Linked DNA regions of Rattus norvegicus: region 1 is linked to region 2. The links are chromatin contacts, called in public Hi-C maps. All regions are on one chromosome and are shown on one strand. The core of a region is the stretch at or near the end of the contact, and the rest is flanking DNA. Distances in the headings are between cores, read along the strand shown. Region 1 holds the start of Ccdc191 (coiled-coil domain containing 191). Region 2 holds the start of Gramd1c (GRAM domain containing 1C).

Evidence for each region. Hi-C and Micro-C count contacts between places; a contact is called where the count stands out from the background.
Region 1: a Hi-C map of Schwann cells shows a contact between it and region 2, with 7 times the contacts expected there. The contact joins the promoter of Ccdc191 here to the promoter of Gramd1c in region 2. A contact is called at or near these places in 3 of 12 Hi-C or Micro-C datasets (Schwann cells, frontal cortex and mammary epithelial cells).

Annotation. Positions count from the first base shown.
Region 1 is chr11:70,310,696-70,314,377 of GRCr8, forward strand. It overlaps Ccdc191 (coiled-coil domain containing 191), which reads right to left and starts at 1,424. Exons shown (of 17, transcript NM_001427765.1): 1 at 1,298-1,424. The coding sequence starts at 1,387. It also overlaps a transcript of Qtrt2 not described here.
Region 2 is chr11:70,138,694-70,142,233 of GRCr8, forward strand. It overlaps Gramd1c (GRAM domain containing 1C), which reads left to right and starts at 2,237. Exons shown (of 18, transcript NM_001191826.2): 1 at 2,237-2,325. The coding sequence starts at 2,299. LOC134481070 (a long non-coding RNA gene) reads right to left here and starts at 392. Exons shown (of 3, transcript XR_010056282.1): 1 at 186-392.

The DNA.
Region 1 (3,682 bases), core at 174-2,673, 170 kb after region 2:
CCTAACACTTCACCTTCAGCTCACCTTACACACAATTAATGCAGCTGTTCTGTCTGAATAACTTTGTCACTGCAACAAAGAAAGAGCTGATCCTCTTCAAACAGAGTTGAGTTTCAAAGCGGTCTTGTGTTTTACTTTCTTTACCCTCTAGACAGTAATAATGAGCACTATCGGGGGGGGGGGGGGAAATCCCTCTTTTTGTAGTTCTAAGTTGTCCCAATTTTTTTTTTGCCTTCATCATCAAATCTATATTCATATGCTATTTTGGGTCCCATCTATTATGCAACCGATACCTTGCAGTCGGAGCAACCTCAGTTTCCACTCTCTTAATGCTCTGGCCTGTGCCCTCTAGTATCTGGAGCATGAGTGGAATGTGCCCTGTGCACACGGTTGCTATATTTATATATTTATGATTACCTGGGGCCCCCACAAAAGCCACGTATCTGGAGGATTTTTTTTTCTTCTTACAGGAAAGTGTAACCGAGGGGTGAGAGCAGCTGGTGAAACTGCTCTGCAGCTGAAAGTCTAGCCCCCTCCTTTTCAATTTAAATTTCCATTTAAAGCATTTATTTTTGTGACAGCTAAAGAGGTATTCTGGAAGGCACACTTGGTGTGACTGTAACTTTGCATGACTGTAACTTTTGTTATGTTCCAAATTTATAATGGCGTCTTTTTTTTTTTTTTTGGTTTGTTTTTGTTATCCCCCCCTCCCTCCCCACCCCACCTCCCGTGCCTTTAGGAGCTAATACACAGAAGAAGTGAGTGATACAGGGAGGCTCTATCTTTGAATGTTGGTAGAATTTACTAATTACCATATGGATAAAATACTGAGATACAACCACCTGGACTTCTGAGTCCATTTTAGCCTCCTACTGTAAAATTGGAAGAGAGAGATATAAGGGATAACGGCAGAGAATTTCATGTGATGATTTCTTTTCCTTTCGCAACCCCCCTTAACTGAGATTTGAAGGGGGAGAGGGAGTAATGTGCGGAAAGTTTCCTAAAATTGGTGGCAGAGGTAAGGATGAAAGGGGCCAATTCTCCTCACCCTCCTCACACCTCTCCATAGATGGAAATAATCCTTACAGGATGCAGCCCACCACAGTAGTGAGTACACAGACCCCATGGTTCCTCAAACCAAGCTCCCTAGGGTTGTGTTGGCTCTGGGATACTCAAGGCCAGGTAAGGATGCCCCCGGGGGAAGAGTGAGGAAGCGCAGGGCGGGAAACCGATGGCTTCGGGACTGTGTGGCGCCTAGGGCCGGCCCGTGTTCCTCAAAGCTCCCGATCGGGATCACCTTGAGATTCAGCTTCCTTGATAACCGTTTCCAGCGACTCAGCTCCATCCTCTTCTTTGAGGCGAACCCTCCCTGGGGCGCCAGCAGCATTTTTGCAGGCGCAGGCCTAGACTTGGGCCACAACAGTGACAACCGCGTCTCCTCCCAGACTGCTTTCAGGTGATGCTGGGAGTTGTAGTTCCGCCACTTAATAGCTAAACAGGGGTCAGACATCCCGGAACTACTCCTCCCAGGAGGCATAGCGCGGGCAGCTTGCAGTTCGCGCTGTTACCATGGCATTGGTGGGGGGGTTCACTGAGCTTCTTTAGCAGGGCCTTTGCCTATATCTGGCGCTTGGTGATGATGCAGAACTTCCTGATTGGCTCTGCGGCGGAGGCGTTGGTTTAGTGGGCCAAGAGTTCTGGGAGCCGGAACACGTGTTATCGCTTGCGAAGAGTTTAGGGGACCTGAAGGTACCGAGTTTTGTAATCTACCGGTGAGTGTTCATTTTCCATGCTGAGGGAGGGTGAGTGGTGCCCACTCTTTTGTTTGCGTTGCAGTCTTGTTCCCACCTCGTCATTACTTGGTTTCTTGTTGGTCTAGGTTTCTGGCAGCTCAGAGTCTCCTAGCGAGATTGCCGATCACTTCTCAGAAAAGAAAGGACCTCCTTTCTCCTGGCCTCTGCTGGAGCGTAAGCTTCTCAGCTGCAAGTTTTTCTGAATTTAGCAGGTACTTGGGGAAACTTTAAGACAGTAAAGTCTAGGAATCCTGGGATGGCCAGTGGAACTAAGGGAAAATTGAACCTAAATAGCCAAGCCTGGATGTTGTCACTGAAGGTGTGTGTACTTTCAAGGCAGGGCAAAAATTCAGAACTGGAGTTTTGGACCTGGCCACTTGTTGGCAATTCAGTTTACTTACTGACAAAATGGGATTATACCTAAACCTTGGGAGTATTGTAATGATTGAAAATCAATGTGAGTAAAACATTCTGCCAGGGGATCTAAAACAAACTTTAAACTGGTGGAAATATAAGGAAAGCTGTGCCCCGTAGACCTAGCACCCACCGTCTAACTTGAGTGTAGACCAGTAAGTACATGGCTGAATGAACTGTGTTACATTCAGACCTTCCACTGTCTCGATGGTAGCTCTTTTGGAAGAGTTAGTTTCATGGCTATTCTTTGGCAGGGGTGCCAATTTTTTTCTGAATGAAAAGTAGAGTGTAGAAGTGCATATAATACAGTGTGCATCCATTTTTGGAGAACAAGTGTGTATAAATGTTTAGATGAGTATGGAGAAAGGCTATCGATTTGGAGAAGATGGATTAGAGGCCGAGGAGTGAGATGGGAGAAAAACAATTACACTGTTGCAAAATGGGAACTCTCACAGTTAATATTGAAACATTGCATTTGGCAAATTTCAGTCTCTTCTAAGCCACTAGCCTATAACATAGTCTCTAAAACTAGACTTCTATAGTTTCAGTACCAGCCCCACCAGATACTACTGGTGACTGTCTTAATCACTGTTCTGTTGCTGTGAAGACACACACCATGACCAAAGCAACTGTTCTAAAAGAAAACATTTAATTGAGGGCTGGCTTACAGTTTTAGAGGTTTAGTTCATTATCATCAGAGCAGGAAGCATGTTGGCATGCAGGCAGACACTGGACCTGTAGCTCAGAACTCCATCTTTATCCATAGGCACAAAGAGGTTTGCCATGTACTTTTGGAACCTGGAAGCCTACTCCCAGTGACACATTTCCTCAAGTCCTGTGTCTCTCTCTCTCTCTTTTTTTTTTTTTTTTGGTTCTTTTTTTCAGAGCTGGGGACCGAACCCAGGGCCTTGCCCTTCCTAGGCAAGCGCTCTACCACTGAGCTAAATCCCCTACCCCAAGTCCGGTGTCTCTTATCCTTCTAATCCTTTCAAATAGTACTACTCCCTGGTGACTAAGCTCAAATACATGAGCCTATGGGGGCCATTCTTATTCATACCACCACTGTGACTTTATTAGCTTCACTTTGCTAATTTATAAAATACAAGTGAATAGGGTCTATGTTGTATTTGTTGTGAGGGGTAATGTCTACGATGTATCAATAACAGTAAGTACCCAATAAATGCAGCTACTATGATTTTTAGTCCTTTCAGTGGATAAGATTAGCCTTTTTTTTTTTTTTTTTTTTTGGCTGCAGGGGGCGGGGGTGAGGGGTGGTGGTAGTGATGGTGTCTCATTCTGTAGCAAACACTGGTCACAAGGCTTTGTGGTAAGCACTTTTACCCACTGGATCATCTTACTGGCTCTGCAAAATTCGGTCCCTGTCTGTCCCGAAGCACACTCTCCAGTCAGGCTGGCCTCAGACTTACAGAGATTTGCCTGCCTCTGCCTCCCAGGTTGTGGGATGAAAGATGGGT
Region 2 (3,540 bases), core at 987-3,486:
TTTCAATCAGTAAAGAGTAAAATTACAACATGTAGAATGGCAGCTTGGCCTGTGGGACTCTGTGGGACTCTGTGGGACAGGATACATGGGGGGATCCCCCCAAGATTGTATTTGGTCCTGCAGTGCATACATGTTTTTTTTTACCTCCTATTTTTACTACCATTCTTTTGCCTCCAATTCCCAACCTCTTTCCTAAGTGGTCTGTGGGATTCCAGGTGAGCCATGAACAAAATTCCCTGAACTCCAAGTTCTCTGTATTTTCTGTGAAAATTCTCTAAACTCCCATGGCCTCCTGGCTTTCCTTCGAGGATCTTGTCCTCTCTGCAGGCCACTCAAGTTGTTTTCTCCAGTGTCACTGTGTTCCTGTCCCTGTTAGTGACACAATGCAGACTGATCCCCGGTAGAATGCAGTATGAGCATGTGCTGCTTCCAAGGTTAGGTCATAGAAAGCACTGGGGCTTCCATCCGGGTCTCTCGGGTGGTACATTCTGAGGAAGGCCACGGCCACAGCATGAGGACTCAAGCTGTCCTATGGAGAAGCCCTAGCAGAGAGGAACCTTCGACGCCCCAGACCAACAGCCAGTGCCAGGCTGACAGCCCTGTAAGTGAGACTCTTTGGAAGTGGATCTTCTGGGTTCAGGATCAGCCAGGGGGTTTGATGACTTGGAGCTGCCTGTGCTCACCTAGGGCAGTGCTGTGAGAGACCATGAGCCAGAACTTCCCACCTGTTCTCTGTCCATATCTCCGACCCATGGAAATTACAAGAGATAGTGAATGGCTGTTCTCACTCTGATACTGAGGCTTTGGGTGAAGTGTCATGCAATGATAGTCACCCAAGTGCCACCAAAGCCAGGAAGGGGCCGGTCTCTTTCTTTCCTTCCTTCTTCCTTTAAAGCCCAGCTTTGAAATTCATGACTAAGAACTATACTTCTCCTACTAGATCCATCCACCAGCTCATAGGTCACTTTCCTCTTTTTCTTTTCCCTTTTTGCTGATTTTGAGGCGTCAAATTCATTATGTAGCAAGGTCCAGCCGAGGCTGGCCTTGAACTCCCAGTCTTGCTCCCCTCACCTCCTTGCTGTGATTACTGGCACAAGCCTTCCTGCCTGGCCGAAGTTGCTTTTCCTATGGAAGAACCCGGGTCCTTGTTTATCATCTCCTCTCTCTTTGCTGTGTTACGCTTTCAATAATTCTTGTCTCAATTCCAGGCCACTGCTTTTCTTACTCTGCGTCTTAAATTGCCCCTCTAGCCAGTCACCTGCCTTATACTTAACATTGTAGCCGAAGCCTGTTACAATCCCAGTTCTAAGCACCTTTTCTTCTTCCAATTCGTTGCTTCTATTACCATCCGTCCTTGGAGCCTAAGGAGATGTTAACTGTTCACTGGAGCACTTTCCAGTCTCCTTTCCACTGTTTTCTATAAATGTTAATTTTAAGAGGGGTGTATCTCTCTCTCTCTCTCTCTCTCTCTCTCTCTCTCTCTCTCTCTCTCTGTGTGTGTGTGTGTGTGTGTGTGTGTGTGTGTGTGCGCAAGGTTGTGCATTTAAGTGCAATATTGGTGGAAGCCAACACCTCTCCAAACCCCTGGTATTTTAAATATAAGGAGGCAATGCTAGAAATCAGGCTGTGCCTCCCCACGGGGCTGTATCTAGTTCTGGTTGTTCTATTACTTGATGGCGTTGCTTTGTGAGTTTTATAGGTATACAAGAGAAACAAAATTTTACCAAATGCTTTGTTTGTTTGTTTGTTTTACCCCCCCCCCCTTTTCGTTTGTGAGACAAGGTCTCCCTGGTCTGGTCTTCAACTTCAGTGTGGTCAGGCTGGTCCCCAAGTCACAGTCTTCCTGCCTCCCTATCTTGGTTTATGGGCATGTATTATCGTCCTGCCTGTTTTATTAGATTTTATCGTATAGTTTAGTGAGGTCTAGTGCACTCATGTTGGAGAACAACTATCCTATCTGCAGAATACTATCTTCTGTCCAAACTGAAATTCTAGTCCCATCAAAGAATAACAAACCCTCTGCTTTTCAGGGCAGACCCGGGAATTAAGGCTCATCGCCGATTTCCTACTAAAGGGTGGTTAACGCCCTGGCTAACAAATTAGCCTTTTAAGGACTTCGCCACAGGCAATAGTCATTAATTGCCACCAGAGGACGCAAGGCGCTCGGGCTGCTGTGGAGGTGGGGATTCCGAGGGCCGGGGCCGGGAGCGCGCGTCGGGCACGCGCCTGGCTGGCTCTCTCCCGCCCCGGAGCTCTCAGGGACGCGCGTGCGGGGTGCCGCCGCGGGAGGGTGCCGCGATGGAGGGCGCTCTGACGGCCCGCCAGGTAAGCAGCCTCGAGGGACTGGCTCCCGAGAGGTGGCTTCGCCGGCAGTTTCCTCTGCATGGTTGTTTGAACCCGCTCCGATTATGATAATTAATTCCTCCCTTCCCTCCCCTCAGTACTCTTTGGCGTAATTCGAAAAGTTGTTACCAAGGAAACTGTTTCCTGTGTCTCCCGCGAGCCCGTTCCTGGCTAGGCGACGGAGTGTTAATTTGGTCCCCAAGATGCCCGAGTCCAGATGTCTCAGCCCCAGATCCTAGTGAGTCTGGTTCCATTGTGGTGATTTTGACTTGGTATTCCTCTTGCCAGCCTCCCTTCACCATCGGCCGTTGGTTAACAGGGCTCACAAAGTTTAAGTCCCCAGGCTCTCAACCAAGTGTTTGGTTTCAACTAGCACTGTCGTTTGTTGATTAGTACCTTATCTGATAATGGACAGTTAGTGTTTAGGGTGAAAGGCTTTTGTTGCCATGTTACTTGAATTTCTCAACACTATACTCCCTGTGTTCCGGTGGTCGTGTGTAGACATTTTTCTTTCAGAGAAGTATTTTAGTGTACTGAAGGATACGGCTCAAATAACTGTTGGATGAACAAATGAATGAATGCTTTGTTTCAACTGGCTGACAAATCATTACTATGAAATAGGATACTGGTGAGCTTTATACAACAATTGTCAGGCCGGGTTGTCCAGAATAAGACAGTGAACCTATTAGCCAAGTAAGGGGAGGGGGAACATTATCCCTTCTGTGGAATTAAGGAGACTAGTTAGTGTGAGTGACACAGCTAAGGCAGAACTGATGGTGCCACCCTCAAACCTTAACGGTGTGAAATGATGTGTCTATTACTGACATAATTGAGGTCCTGAGGGAGGGCAGGGAAGGCCTTCCAGAGCAAGGTGAAGAGCCTCCTGGGGCTTATATATAGATTGTGTGAGCCTGGCTGGTCAAGGAACCAAGGAGCCCAGGGATCTGCTTGTCTTCACCATCCCAAAACTGGGAGAACAAACATGCCAAGGTGCTGGGCCTTTGTGTGTGTTTGTATGTGTGTGTAGGTGGCCTCTGGGGGTGAATTCAGGTCCTCATGTTTCATGCTTTACCTACTGTGCTAGCTCCCCAGTACTACTTAATTGGATTTTCTCTTAAGGCCATTGTGCCCCCTCTGAGAGCTGAACCTTGAAATTGGTGAGGAAAAGTGAGAGTCCCATTGAAAACCTTGCTCAAA